Regions from separate parts of the Mus musculus genome. Here region 1 is linked to region 2. A link is a contact called in public HiChIP or PLAC-seq data. All regions are on one chromosome and are shown on one strand. Each heading gives the region's core, a stretch centred on a gene start, on an enhancer-like site or on the middle of the called end of the contact. The rest is flanking DNA. Distances are from core to core; before and after follow the strand shown.

Evidence for each region. HiChIP or PLAC-seq counts read pairs in DNA pulled down with a chosen protein or histone mark.
Region 1: a contact with region 2 is called in an H3K4me3 HiChIP or PLAC-seq map of bone marrow-derived macrophages, with 5 times the contacts expected there. The contact joins the promoter of Spink2 here to the promoter of Chaer1 in region 2. A contact is called at or near these places in 3 of 115 datasets of contacts at active chromatin or transcription factors (CD8 T cells, bone marrow-derived macrophages and embryonic stem cells) and 1 of 9 other capture datasets (liver).

What each region holds. Positions count from the first base shown.
Region 1 is chr5:77,207,664-77,214,254 of GRCm38.p6, reverse strand. It overlaps Spink2 (serine peptidase inhibitor, Kazal type 2), which reads left to right and starts at 2,784. Exons shown (of 4, transcript NM_183284.3): 1 at 2,784-2,923; 2 at 4,461-4,522. The coding sequence starts at 2,881.
Region 2 is chr5:77,135,361-77,142,156 of GRCm38.p6, reverse strand. It overlaps Chaer1 (a long non-coding RNA gene), which reads left to right and starts at 1,852. Exons shown (of 2, transcript XR_880410.2): 1 at 1,852-1,927; 2 at 3,574-5,536.

The DNA of each region.
Region 1 (6,591 bases), core at 1,535-4,034, 71 kb before region 2:
GGGGACCAATGGGGCTGTGATCTCCAGTCTGTGGATTAACTTGCCAAATGAGTGTTTGTAGGCAGAATACACAGCCATGCATGTCACATGACACACACACACACACACACACACACACACACACACACACACAGCCAGAGGCTAAGGTTCTTTCTCTAGAAACCATTTTGCTTAAGTGAACACCTCTACTCACCAGGTTCCTACAATGTAGCTCTGGTTAGCTTAAAACTGGCGCTATAGACCAGGCTGGCATTGAACCTGTAGTAACACCCTGGTGTCTGCAACTCAAAGAGATGCTGGCTTCGGGTGGTTTTATTTTGTGGCCCAAACTTTCCTTCTGGGTGACTTAACGTTAGATCTTCGTTTCCTGTAGTACACTTCAGAGCTCTTGCTCGTTGGTGTGTGTGTTCTGAGACCAGCTGTCGAGTGGCTCAGTCAGGCCTCAAATTTGCTATGTCGCTGAGGTTGACCTAAACTCATGAGCTCCTGCCTCTACCTCCCAAGTGTGGTGATTACAGACGTGTGCTACTCAATCTGGCCTCTTGAGGTTCCTTTCTGTTATCATTGTTGCTGTCATTTGAGATGGGGTCTCACTATGTAGCCTTGGCTTATCTGGAATTAGAGACCAGACTGGCTATGGAACTGACAAGAGATCTGTCTGCTGCTGCCTCCTGAGAACTGGGGTGAACTTTGTGTGGTAACACCTGGCCTTTTCTGAGGGTTTTGACATAGCCTCTCAAAATAGATGTTGGGATTGATTTTGGCTGATGGCAACATGTGGAACATGTGCTAGTTGTGGGGTTTACGGAGGAGTGGGGTGTTCAGAGGGCTGGAGACGTGTTTGGGGTGTGGGGTTTGTGTGAAGTGTGCAGATACCGGGTCTTTCAGGGACGGGCTGGTGGTGTGCATGTGTGTGCACAGGAGGACAGGGGTAGGGTGGGGTGTGTACAATTTTGATGATGGCCAAGAATGAGGTGTGTGGAGAGTCGTGTGGAGGAAGCTGACAGTGTGTTGAGGGCTAGAGTGTTTGTGGCACTGGAAGGGCTGTGGGGATGTGTGGGATGTGTGGAAGGCTAGGGAATGGGGCGGTGTGGTCGGATCTGCTGGAGCGTTCGGAGTAGTAGTAGAACTTTATGTGGGATGTAGAGGAGGGGAAGGGTGGGTCTATTTGAGGGTGTATGGTCATGAGAGGCTCTGAGGATTGTGTTTGGGGTTTGTGGAGGGGTAGAGGGGTGCTGTATTGTGAGGTGTATGTGGGGAGGGGTACCTTTTTTTTTTTTTCTTTTTTGAAACAGGGTTTCTCTGTGCAACTCTCATTGTCCTAGAACTCAATCTGTATGTAGACCAGGCTGGCCTTGAACTCAGAGATCCACCTGCTTCTGCCTCCTGAGTTCTGACATTACATGTGAGTGTGTATATGTGGGTGAGTGGGTATGGGTGTGAGATTCTGTGTGAGAGTGTATGTGTGTGTGTGAGTGTGTGAGAATGTGTGAGTGTGCATGTATGTGTATGTGAGTGTGTATGATGTGTGTGTATATATACATGAGTATGTTTGAGAGTGAGTGTGAGTGAGTGAGTGTGTGTGTGCATTTAGAAGGTGGGTGGGAATGTGTGTTTGATGTGTGGAGAAGTGAAGGAGTACTGGGTTGTGTATTTGGTAGGCTGAAAGGGTGGGGGTCACTTGGGGAATGTGGTGGAGGGATGGTGGATTTTATGGTAATTGGGTGTGGAGAGTGTAGAGAGTATGTGTGGGGTGGAGAGGTAGCTTGTTTAGCTGTGGGAGTTTTTGTGTGGACAAGTGCATAGAAATAGCTACTCAACCCGGCATAGGCTATGCGTCGGGATATGGAAGTTTGGAGTGGTGGATCCTGAGGTAGGTGGTAGTTTTGTGGTGGGGTGGTTGTGGAATATGTGAGGGGCTGGAGGGTTGGGGTGGTGGTGATGTGTTTGAAGTGTGTGGAAGGGTGGTGAAGAAGGGGTTCTGGTTGTGGTCATCATATGTGTGGGGTAGGTGGAAGGGGTGAGGTGGGTGCTTGGAAAGTGGATGGTTGTGCACATGTGGAGGGTGAAGGGATGTCAAATTGTCTAGTGGGTATGGAGTCTGTCGGGGGAAGAGGTGTTTGGTGGTTTGAAAGTGTGGAAGGGGTCATTTGGGGTGTGTGGAGGAGGGGTGCTGGGTTGTGTAGTCTGTGGGTATGTAAGATGTGGGTTATCTGGAGTGTCGAAAGGATGTGTTTGGGGTATGTGAAAGAAAGAGGGGCTGTGCGGTGGAGGCACGTGTGACTTTTGAGGAAGAGTTAGGCTGTGGTAGAGTATGGTCGAGATGGGTTAGGCTAGGGTGTTTGAAGCACTTGAGGGGAGGAAAAGGCGTGAGGGGTGTCTGGAGGGGTTGGGTTGTGTGAGCAGGGTGTCTTGTGCTTGTGTGTTGAGTGTTTAGGTGGTGGATGTGTGGCGGGATCCGGTGGGGATATGCATGGGGTTTGTAGAGAGTTCAGGCGTGGTACTGTGTGAGGGTTGTGTGAAAGGTTGGGGGCATGGTTCACTTTTGTGAACTTTGTAGAGAGGTTTACAAAAAAAACCTTAGAAATCTGGAAGGCTTGTATGTATGTGTGTGTGTGTGTGTGCGGGTGTGCGCGTGTGTTTGTGTATGCCTCCCTTTTTCCCTGGCCAACCCTCCCTCTTCTTCTTCTTTCCCATCTCTTCCTTCTCCTGCAACTTCCGTTCCTCTTCCTCGCTCCCTTCTTCGGACTAGCCTCTAGCCCGCCCCTCGCCCCTCCCCCTTCGCACTCCCGCGCGGTGCCAGCGGGTGGCTACTTGACCACTGCTCTGTTCGCTGCACAGGAGAGCTCTCCCAGCAGAGCAGGAAGAAGAGCTTTAGTGATGCTGAGACTGGTGCTGTTGCTCCTGGTCACAGACTTTGCAGGTGATGCTCAAGTGGGTCTGGTGTCAAGGGACCAGCTTGGAGCTGAGAGCGCTGGGCTTGGGTAGTTAGGAGATGGGTTCGTGCCGTGCCGTTACTGGCGGTTCTGCCCCGTGGAGAGTGGTGGCCATGGAAGGTGAATGTGGGTCAAGCATCCTCTGCCGTTATAGTTGGGGCTTCCATTCTAGCTCCAACTAGATGTCACCCAGCCATCTGTTCTACCTTTCTTAAGCAGATTTTTCTGGACCTATATACGCAGTTGGATTGTATCCACGGCTCTGCTGAGGTTAACGGGGGATGTGCGGGACGTTCTTCCGGATGGCCTTGCCATCTATGGGAAAGCAGAGTTGAGGTCTTAACACTTATACTAAGTTTTCTGTTATTGAGTTTGGTGTACTGGCTCACACCTAAAATTCCAGCACTTAAGAAGCAGAGGCAGAGGGCTGGTGAGATGGCTCAGTGGGTAAGAGCACCCGACTGCTCTTCCGAAGGTCCAGAGTTCAAATCCCAGCAACCACATGGTGGCTCACAACCATCCGTAACAAGATCTGACTCCCCCTTCTGGTGTGTCTGAAGACAGCTACAGTGTACTTACATATAATAAATAAATCTTTAAAAAAAAAAAAAAAAAAAAGAAGCAGAGGCAGAAGGGCCATGTCCCCGTTTGCAACATAGCCAGTTCAAGACTAGCCTGGGCTCCGTCAGACCCCCTGTCTCAAAAGTTAAATCTGAGTTTTGAGTTTATTTGAAAAAAAAAATATCTTGGACGCACAGACAAAAAGCACTGTTAGTTACTTCCTGATACCTGTAACTTCTAAGTCAGTTTTCAAGAAACCTGATAGAAACAGAAGCAGATGTTCTGTGTATTTCTTAGAAGTCCCAGGCAGAAATGATGGAGGACCATCATTTCTTTTTTTAAAGAAGCATGGAGAGGGGCATCAGAGAGACTGTCATGTGTGGATAAACCACGAACCGCTTTTGGTTTTGGTCTTTGTGTCTTAAGTGTGTGCGCACCACATACATTTTTGTGTAGTGTACTCGTGTGTGTGTGTGTGTGTGTGTGTGTGTGTGTGTGTGTGTGTGTGTGTGTGTTGAAGGCATATGGAGGCTAGAGGTCAATACTGGTGTCTTCTATTGCTCCACATTATTTTTGAGACAGTGTCTCTTGCTGAACCTGTAGCTTGCCATTTCTGCTAGGCTGGCTGGCCAGTAATTCTTGGTATCCACCTGTCTCAGCCCCCTCCTAGTGTTAAGGTGTTGCAGACCCAAGTCCAGCTCTGGGTCCCGGGGATCAGAACTCTGTTTATAGCAAGCACTTCACTCATTGAGCCATCTCCCCAGCCTACCAACTGAACTGTTTCTCTCTCTCTCTCTCTCTCTCTCTCTCTCTCTCTCTCTCTCTCTCTCTCTCTCTCTCTCATTGGCTTAGGATACCTTCTTCTCTTATGACTCTCCATCTTATTTACACACTAAGATTTATGTATCTTTGATGGACAACTTACCTTAGTCATATTACAGCGTGAGTGTTTTCTCCTTACAGCCTCTCATGAGACTCTCGACTCTTCCGATTCTCAAATCATGAAGAGGTCACAGTTCCGAACAGTAAGTATGAGCCCCGTCCGTGTACTGTCTCTTCTCATGCAGTGAAGTGTTGAGCTGTTTTCAAGCTAGGCATGTCACTGCAGAAACCACACACAGCTGGCTTTGTAAGTCAGCATCTCTTGCTATTTCCCTGATCCAGGGAAGTGAGTATATACTTTTCTTTTCTCAAGATCCTCCTGAGTCCTAGGATGGCAGGTATGAGCCACCATGTCAGCTAGAAGTGTACCTTTCAGTCAGGAACGGCTCAGTCTTTGAAGGCCCCATAGATGTATTTGCTTTAACAATTCAAATTTTCTGAGGTATGATAGTTACTCTGTATATTAGATACTTCATATATTTTGTCATATTAAATTCTGTGGACATAAATGAAAGCAAAATGAGACAGTTTATTGAGAGCTGCGGTGTCAAGGGTCTGCCAGCATCATTTTCATTTGGGTAGAGACTCCCTGGCTGACAGAGGCAGGGGAAAGTGTGAAGGTGCAGAAAGAGGCATTGGGTGTGGCCTGGTGCAGGCTTTTGGCAAAGGAAACATTAGGCAGGCAACCTACAAGACTGGTTAGGGGTGCAGAGACAGTTTTACTTGGTTGGCCCTCACTCGCTATCTAGGACAAAAGTTAGGGAAACTGACAGTCATTAATCAAGACCTGGCCACTCAAATGGGTTATTTGGCTCCTTGGACTGGCTTGAGAGTCAGCAGTCTGACTTCTAACAAGTCAGAGGTAAGGAGGATGGGTTCCTCTGGATGATGCTTGACAGTGAAAATGCGTACAACCGTTCTGTACATAAAGAACGAGCAGGCACACGATCCAAACAGTTCCCACAGCGTCTGAAACTGTTCACTTGCGTGTCATAGAACCTTCAACTGTCCATGAGCTGGGAGGTTTGGCCATGCTGGAGACAGAGTGCTGGGATCATAGGTGTGCAGGACCTCCCCAGGCTTAGTGTTCTAGACTCCTGGGGTGGAGGTGAGGTTGCTGAGTAAAGGCTCGGCTGTCACTCTTCCAAGTTAAGAGTGTATAGGGGTACAGCTCAGAGGCTGAGCACTTGGCTAGCATATATCACTGTGTGTCCCCAGCTGGAGTTAAGAGTCTTTCTTTCTTTTTTTTTTTAAAGATTTATTTATTTATTTAATGTATGTGAGTAGATGGTCTCTATCTTCAGACACACCAGAAGAGGGCATCGAATCCCATTACATATGGTTGTGAGCCACCGTGTGGTTGCTGGGATTTGAACTCAGGACCTCTGGAAGAGCCGTCACTGCTCTCAACCGCTGAGCCATCTCTCCAGTCTAGAGCTAGAGTCTTTATAACACTCGAGGGTCTCGTGGAAACATGAGTGGAATGGAGGAAAATTATATGTGTGAGAGCAATAATCAAAAATACTTTAAAAACATTAGGTAAGAGGCATTACTTAAAAAAAAAAAAACATCCTGTAGCTTCTGGGTGTGGTGTGAGCTGGGTGTGGTGTGAGCTGGGTGTGGTGTGAGCTGGGTGTGGTGTGAGCTGGGTGTGGTGTGAGCTGGGTGTGGTGTGAGCTGGGTGTGGTGTGAGCTGGGTGTGGTGTGAGCTGGGTGTGGTGTGAGCTGGGTGTGGTGTGAGCTGGGTGTGGTGTGAGCTGGGTGTGGTGTGAGCTGGGTGTGGTGTGAGCTGGGTGTGGTGTGAGCTGGGTGTGGTGTGAGCTGGGTGTGGTGTGAGCTGGGTGTGGTGTGAGCTGGGTGTGGTGTGAGCTGGGTGTGGTGTGAGCTGGGTGTGGTGTGAGCTGGGTGAGGTGTGAGCTGGGTGTGGTGTGAGCTGGGTGTGGTGTGAGCTGGGTGTGGTGTGAGCTGGGTGTGGTGTGAGCTGGGTGTGGTGTGAGCACTTTTAATGCCAGTGCTTCAGAGGCAGAGGCAGGTGAATCTTTGAGGCTAGCCTGGTGACGTAGCAAGCTGCAGGCCAGCAGTGGGGCCCAGCCTCAAAATACATAGTCCTCCCTCCAAACTGCTAGTGAGTTAGGTGAGAAGTGGGGTCAGGAGGATTTATAAATGAGGCTTACTAACTGTACAGATTCTCCCCACGTTTAAGCGTAGCCAC
Region 2 (6,796 bases), core at 603-3,102:
ACCAGGAGGAACACTGCATAATCTGGGGTTTTCTGAGTCTGCTTAGAAACTTTTGTTTATTCAATGACCTCTCACAAGAATACAGTCTCGGGGGCTGGTGAGATGGCTCAGTGGGTAAGAGCACCCGACTGCTCATCCGAAGGTCCAGAGTTCAAATCCCAGCAACCACATGGTGGCTCACAACCATCTGTAATGAGATCTGACGCCCTCTTCTGGCGTGTCTGAAGACAGCTACAGTGTACTTACATATAATAAATAAATAAATCTTAAAAAAAAAAAAAAGAATACAGTCTCACTACCTCTTCTAAGTAGGAGGAACAAGATTTTCTATGATACAAAATATCACTGACTTTTAAATAGTGTCTTTGCTAAAATTTTCTCATTAAGAGGGAGGGAGAAAGGGAGAGAGTGAGAAAAATAGATAAAAGAGAGAGAGAGAGAATATCAAAGTTGAGTTTTTAGTTTTCAGGGTTGAGAGACAGCTTGAATAGAATATAATCTCTGGGCATTAGCAAAGCCAACATTGCAAGGACTGGGTCTCCCCGGATCTGAGACAAGTCACAAGGTAGTCAAACTTTCCTGGCGCTTCAGTGGGAACAGCATTTAGCTAATTCCTAGAAAAGAAAACACTGAACCAGTCCACATCTGCCGGTTAATCTAAGAGAACACGCTGGCTCCCGGTGCTTACTACCCCCCAGGGAGGAGACAAAACGGAGCTCGCTCATAAATTAATGTTTCTGCAAGCAAACTAAAATTTACTGCTGTTCTTCAGGGAGTTCTGCCTTCAAGTAATGCAGTGAGAAAGTCCTCCCTACCCCCCCCCAACATGCACTCACACACACACTCATATAGACACTCACATACACATATATACATTCACATACACTTACATGCTCACACAGTACATACACATTCACACACACATAACAGATACTCACATCCAGGTACACACACACACTCACATACACACACACATACACTCACATATTTACACACACTCACATACAGGAATGTGCACATAATCACACACACACATTCTCACACACTCATAAGCACATATGTAGACGCGCACACATGCACATACACGCCTTGACAAAGTACTCTTGCTTTACATTCAGCTCTTTTTTTCTATTCCCTCCCTCCCTCCCTCCCTCCCTTCTTCCTTCCACACATACTTTCTGAACCATTGCGCGTGTTGCATGATTTTTAGGTGACATTTCTGGAAACAGCAGTGAATAAATGAAATAATAAATTAGGCATGTTCATCCTTCTGGAAAAACAGTAAGTGACAGGACGCTGGTGAGGGCCACTATGATTTTAAGCAAATGGTCAGAAAAGGTCCAGTAAGTAGCTGAGGCTGGGTGCGATGGGGTGCGCCTATCATCCCAGCACTCAGAAGTCAGAGGCAGGGGGATGGAAAGTTGAGGCCAGCCTGGGCCACAATAGAAAGATTCAATATAAAAAAGAAAAAGGAAAGGAAAGGAAAGGAAAAGAAAGGAGAGGAAAAGAGTAACTACAATAAAACTGTGATGAAGTCAGCGAGAAAGAAAGCCTTGTAGAGATCTGAGGGCAAAGCTGGAAACCCGAACTACAAACTACAGGAGTTGGCAAAGACGACAAGCCGAGAGAGGTGGCAAAGAAGGCAAGCCGAGCCAGTCCTGCGGCTGGATCTCGTTCTTCTCTCAATATTTTATGTTTGTTGTCACAGAGAGTTGCATTAACGTTGATGCTACATTAAAGAGCTACTGTCTTGACTCCTGATCGGCACATTGACCACATTGATGTCACTTCCTCCTAGTGTGGCTGCAGTGGGGTGGAGCCAGGGGGAGGGACGAGGTGGGGTGGGGGTGGGGCTGCTAGGAAAGCACTGTGGAATTCAGAGTGAGGAGGGACTGGAGGGAGCTGGGTCTCCATTCTGCATTTACTGGTAAGCCCCTGGGGTGCTGTGTGTTTTCTGAAGCTACCACAGCAAGTCACCACAAGGCTGTGACTGACACAACGAAAGCTTGCTGTCATTCTGCAGACTAGTAGTCCAGCATGGCCTCAGGGGACAACATGAAGCCGTTGATATGACTGCATCTCTTACTAGAAGATTCTTAACCAATTCCAAAGTCATCTAGGATGACATTTCCTAATACAGTGTAGAAAAGTCTAATCTGAGAATGTGATGTCACTCACATTCTCCAGTGGCTTTATTAGAATTTCTGTATTAAAAAAACATAAGGAAAAACCTCTTGACTGTTAAGGGGGAACTTGAGGAGAACATCTCCGGGGATTACTAAATATGATGATTTGAAGACTTTCTCAAGATCTTCTCAGCAGGCTTTCAGAAGCTGGCTTCTACTTCTTTGTCTTGCTAGTGACATTTGGGGACAGTGCTTAGAGGACTCAGGTTGCCTTCCCCTTGCTGCTGGCTTCTGGCCCTCTTCCTTCATATCCAAGGTCAGCATATCGGTTTCTGCAATCCACTTTCCTCCTCCATGGCAGGTGAGGGGTGGGGTACGGATGCCACAGTGTGTGTGGAGGTCAGAGGACTGTAAAATTGTTTCACTCTGCCCACCTTTATATGGCTTCTGGGTATTGAAGTTGTGTCACCGGGCTTGTGAGTTGTCTCCCCAGCTCCATGGGAACTAGTACGATCAGAGTGGGCCACTTAAACAAACCAGGACAGCCTTAAGTTAAAACTGGCCTGCAAGCACCCCTTTAAAGGTCCTTTTTACTAGGGACTGTAACCTAGCCATGGCCTCCATGGATCAGGACTTAGGCATCTCCAGGGAACTGCTGTTCTGCCCACCACGAAGGATTTGAGCGTTGGCTGATTGCTTGCCCTCTACCTGGCAACTGTTCCCTCTGCTCAGGTGAAAGCAGCTAGAGGCAGTGGGTGGGACAGAGAGGACAGGAGAAGAAGCAGGGGACAAGTGAAGAGGCTCTAGCTACAATTCGGAGTGGAGGCTCCAGCCAAGGGAGGGGACAGCTATGCAGGACAGAGTCAGGCCGATGACACTGAGTCTCATGCATTAGCTCGACTAGGTTACAGTCTGCAGTTACTGAAACACTAGTCTGGGACTGCAGTGAAGATATTTTATGTGTGTGACTAAGAAGATAGATTAGTGGATGAATCACTTTTTGGTATAACATGAGTACAAACAGCCAGGCAGGTAAGATGGCTGTCTATACTACCAGCACTTGAGCAGCAGAGACGGGGTTCCCAGGACAAGCTGGCTAGCTAGCTGAGCCAGGAATGTCAAGCTCTGGGTTCAGTGAGAGACCTTACTTCAAATCAAGTCACATTCCTCCACATCAACTTTGGACTTTCATATGAAAGCCCACATAATGCAGGGACACCTGCACACACATCATGCTCACATGAAAGAAAACGTGCATATATGCACGCACACACATACACATGGAAAAATATCCCTAATCCTATACATTTTAGTTAAGGGAGCAGTCTAGATTCACGGCACATCTGAATCAACCAGTTGGAAGGCCGTAAGAGCAGAGCTGAGGGGTTGCATGGGGAAGTTCATCCCATGGACACTGACTGTCCCGGCTCATGTCTCATACTTGCAGGGGCCTCACGGAGTGCAGACTCGGTATTCCATCGGGCAGTTCTCGGTAATCTGGTAACACGTGTCCGATGCCAGTTCCAGTTCTCTGGTTGAATCTGATAGGTACAGATCCCAAACCCATGTTGGACATGGTGTGGGCAGGATAACCTGGCAGGCCTGGGAGTCAAATGAAGAGAGGAGCTGAGGGCTGCTGCAAAAGTCTCAGGATGGCTGACTTGTCTCCTTCTGAAGTTTCTAGACTTGACTCTGACACAAAGGCCTTTGGGAGAACAGACTCAAGGGACAAGGGGTGATGCTTCGCTTCCCTCATTGGAGCCCCTTTCAGAGGGGAAAACTCACAGGCAGGAACCTGCGTGCCAGCCCTGACCCAGAGCAACAGTGAACAGTCCCCGCTGTGTTCCACAGCGCTCATCCAGAAACACTGCGGGGTTTCCATCACATTCTGCAGTCCACAGGAAACCTGGAAGCTGAGTCTTTTTCTTCTGTGATCTCTGCCTCCCCTGCTGGCCTGTGCTCTATGGGAGCTCATTAGCTGAACCCCAGGACCAAGGACAAGCAAGCAGGGCTGAATAGAGACTTTATGAACAGCTGCTACTCCGTGGTGTTGTCTCCTTGTGAAGAAAGGGGTGAGCCTGGAAGTAGAAAGCAGGGGATTTGGTTTTGTTATTGCGTAATCTTCCTGGAAGGCGGGCGAGGGGGGTGGTAAGAAGAGCATTTGTCACTTGAACTGTCTGCTTGGGACAGTATTCCCTGACCCCTTTCCAGGACTTCCATAACTTGGCACTGAGTTGGCCCTTAAGTTGGCAAACAAACCTTGGCACTGAGCAACACTTAAGAGGTAGAAAGAATGTTTTCATGCCTTCAGCAGCTCCAGCAGACTCTGAAGGCTGAGCGGTAGCAGTTCTATCGCCTGCCATCCAGCCCCAGAGTAGAAGGGTCCGGCATCTCCAGCCAGGTAGCCTGTATGTCAGGCTCACATAGGCTATGTATGGCATCTCCATCTCGGGAGAACAAGCGTTGATGCTTCAGTTCTGGCCTCGTCATTACCAATGTCCTTCAATGGTCCCTCTTTACTCTGAGGGGAGCAGAAAAGGGGGTCTCATTTGGATGCCATGAGATAAGCTAATTTCTAGAACCTTCTCTATCTTCTGTCAGTTCTAGTTTGGATTAGCGATTAGCTGTCAGAACCAGACAGACAACTCTACTCAGACAAGTACCAGATGGGGAGCGCTGAGTCCTCGGGTGCCGAAGGGACCTCAGATGATTCCTACAGGGCCTGTGCTTTCTTCCCCTGCTTAGAGAACAGCACATAGGTCCTTAGCGGCTTGCACATAAACATAAATGAAAGATCTTTAGCCCCATAAGAAAGAAAAAATAAACAAAAAACCCTGAGCAGCCTGGTTTGGGATAAAAACATGCAGTGTACATGATTTTTGTAAAAATTAACTTTGGCCAGAGCACTTGGGAAGCAAGCAGCATCTAAGCTGAGACAGGCAGTCATGCCTGAAAACCTGTCTAGTTGACAAGCATATGCAAATGAGGAAAGAGGGAGGCCTCCCTGGTCCTAGTCAGCAGGCTAGGCTGACGGCCATGACAGGCTTCAAACTGACAGTTAAGGAGACTAGGCCTAAACCTCTGTTTCCAAGACCTGGGAAATTCTTGGCGAGTCCAGGCCTGCCTCAGAAGGTGCCCCACCACCTGGCCTGAGGCAAGGACAATGGATGAGTCAGCTGCAGTTTCCAGATCGACTCCCCCTAGCAAGTTTCCAGCCCCTCACACCTCAGTAATGGAATGTCTATAGAGATGGACCCAACAGATTAACGTAGAGGTCACCTACCCCAGAATTCCCTAATGTGCTTTAAATCAGGCCTGTAAGCTCACTTGGTTGACTCTCTCTGTTCTGGTAATGGGAGAGCCCAGCATGCTGGACTACAGAATAAAACACTCTTTGTGTCTATATACTATTCAAGTCCGGGCTTTCGTTCTTTGTGGAAATATGGACCCTTACAGTAGGAAGGAGGTAGCCTAGCATGGTGTGAGGTACTGGGACAGAGCAAAGAGTCTTCCAGAGAAGAGGGTGAGAAGAGACTCTTGGCTCCATGAAAAAGCTAAAGCCAGCAAGAACATAAGGCGGGAACTTGAACAGTGTCAGAGCTGTGAGCTGATCTGTGGGGTTTCTGCCCCTGGCTAGTGACGTAGCCCGGAGGAGTCCTTGCCACCCATGCCTTCGGGTAGAGGAGGAGTAGGATTTGCAGAGCGTTCAGAGCTTCATCCTGGTACCAAGGCCCTTACCCACAGCTTTGCGGTGCTTGTCATTATGTACCCACAGTAAACCACAATCCAAAAGTATCAAATGGGAAACTCTAAAAATAAATAACTCAAGAACTTGACATTGCGGCCTCTGTCAGGAACTCTGCTCCCATCAGCTCCCTCTGACTCCCGGATGGGAATTATTCCCTCGTGCAGTATAACCTCACCCTGCCCATCAGCGCTTACTTCGTTCCCAGCCGTTTCAGCTCTCAGGCCTACTGTGGGGTTACAGTAATCTAGATCCACATTATGTTTATGTTGTTGATCTTGAGTTGTGCTTAATTTTACTTATTAAACTTATTCTTACTATGGGTATCCATAGGAAAACACATAGTATGTATACAGTGTGGTTCTTTTTTTGTTTCTGCCATCTTCTGGGGGTTCTTAAATCCCCCATGAATAAGAGAGTATATCCACTTGGGGGTATAGTAGTGCACACCTTTAATCCCAGCAGTGGGAAGCAGAGGCAAGTGGGTCTCTATGAGTTTGAGGACGGCTTGGTTGACAGAGTGAGTTCTAGGTCAGCCAGAGCTACATACTTAAATTCTATCTCAAAAAACAAAACAAAACAAAAAACAAAAAACAAAATCTCATTCTGTTCATCAGATTTCTTTTCTGACGGCCGTGTAGTTTGCACGTTAGCAAGAGGCCACACTGACTATACTTGTCTCACACTTTGGCTGTTCCCAGGAATATTTAGCAAAGGGAAATGAGGGTAGAAAGCAACATAACCTGCCTTGCAGAAGGTTGTGCTTCTGGGCAGGATGATGATAAAGCTCATGTATCTTTAGTGATTATGGTGGTAGGGAAGATGCTGTCCTTTGCATTCCATGGCTACTAACTTATTTAACCTAATTCCTCCTCAGTGGATAAAAAGTCTATGCACAGAGAAGTTGTGTAATTTTCCCAAGGTC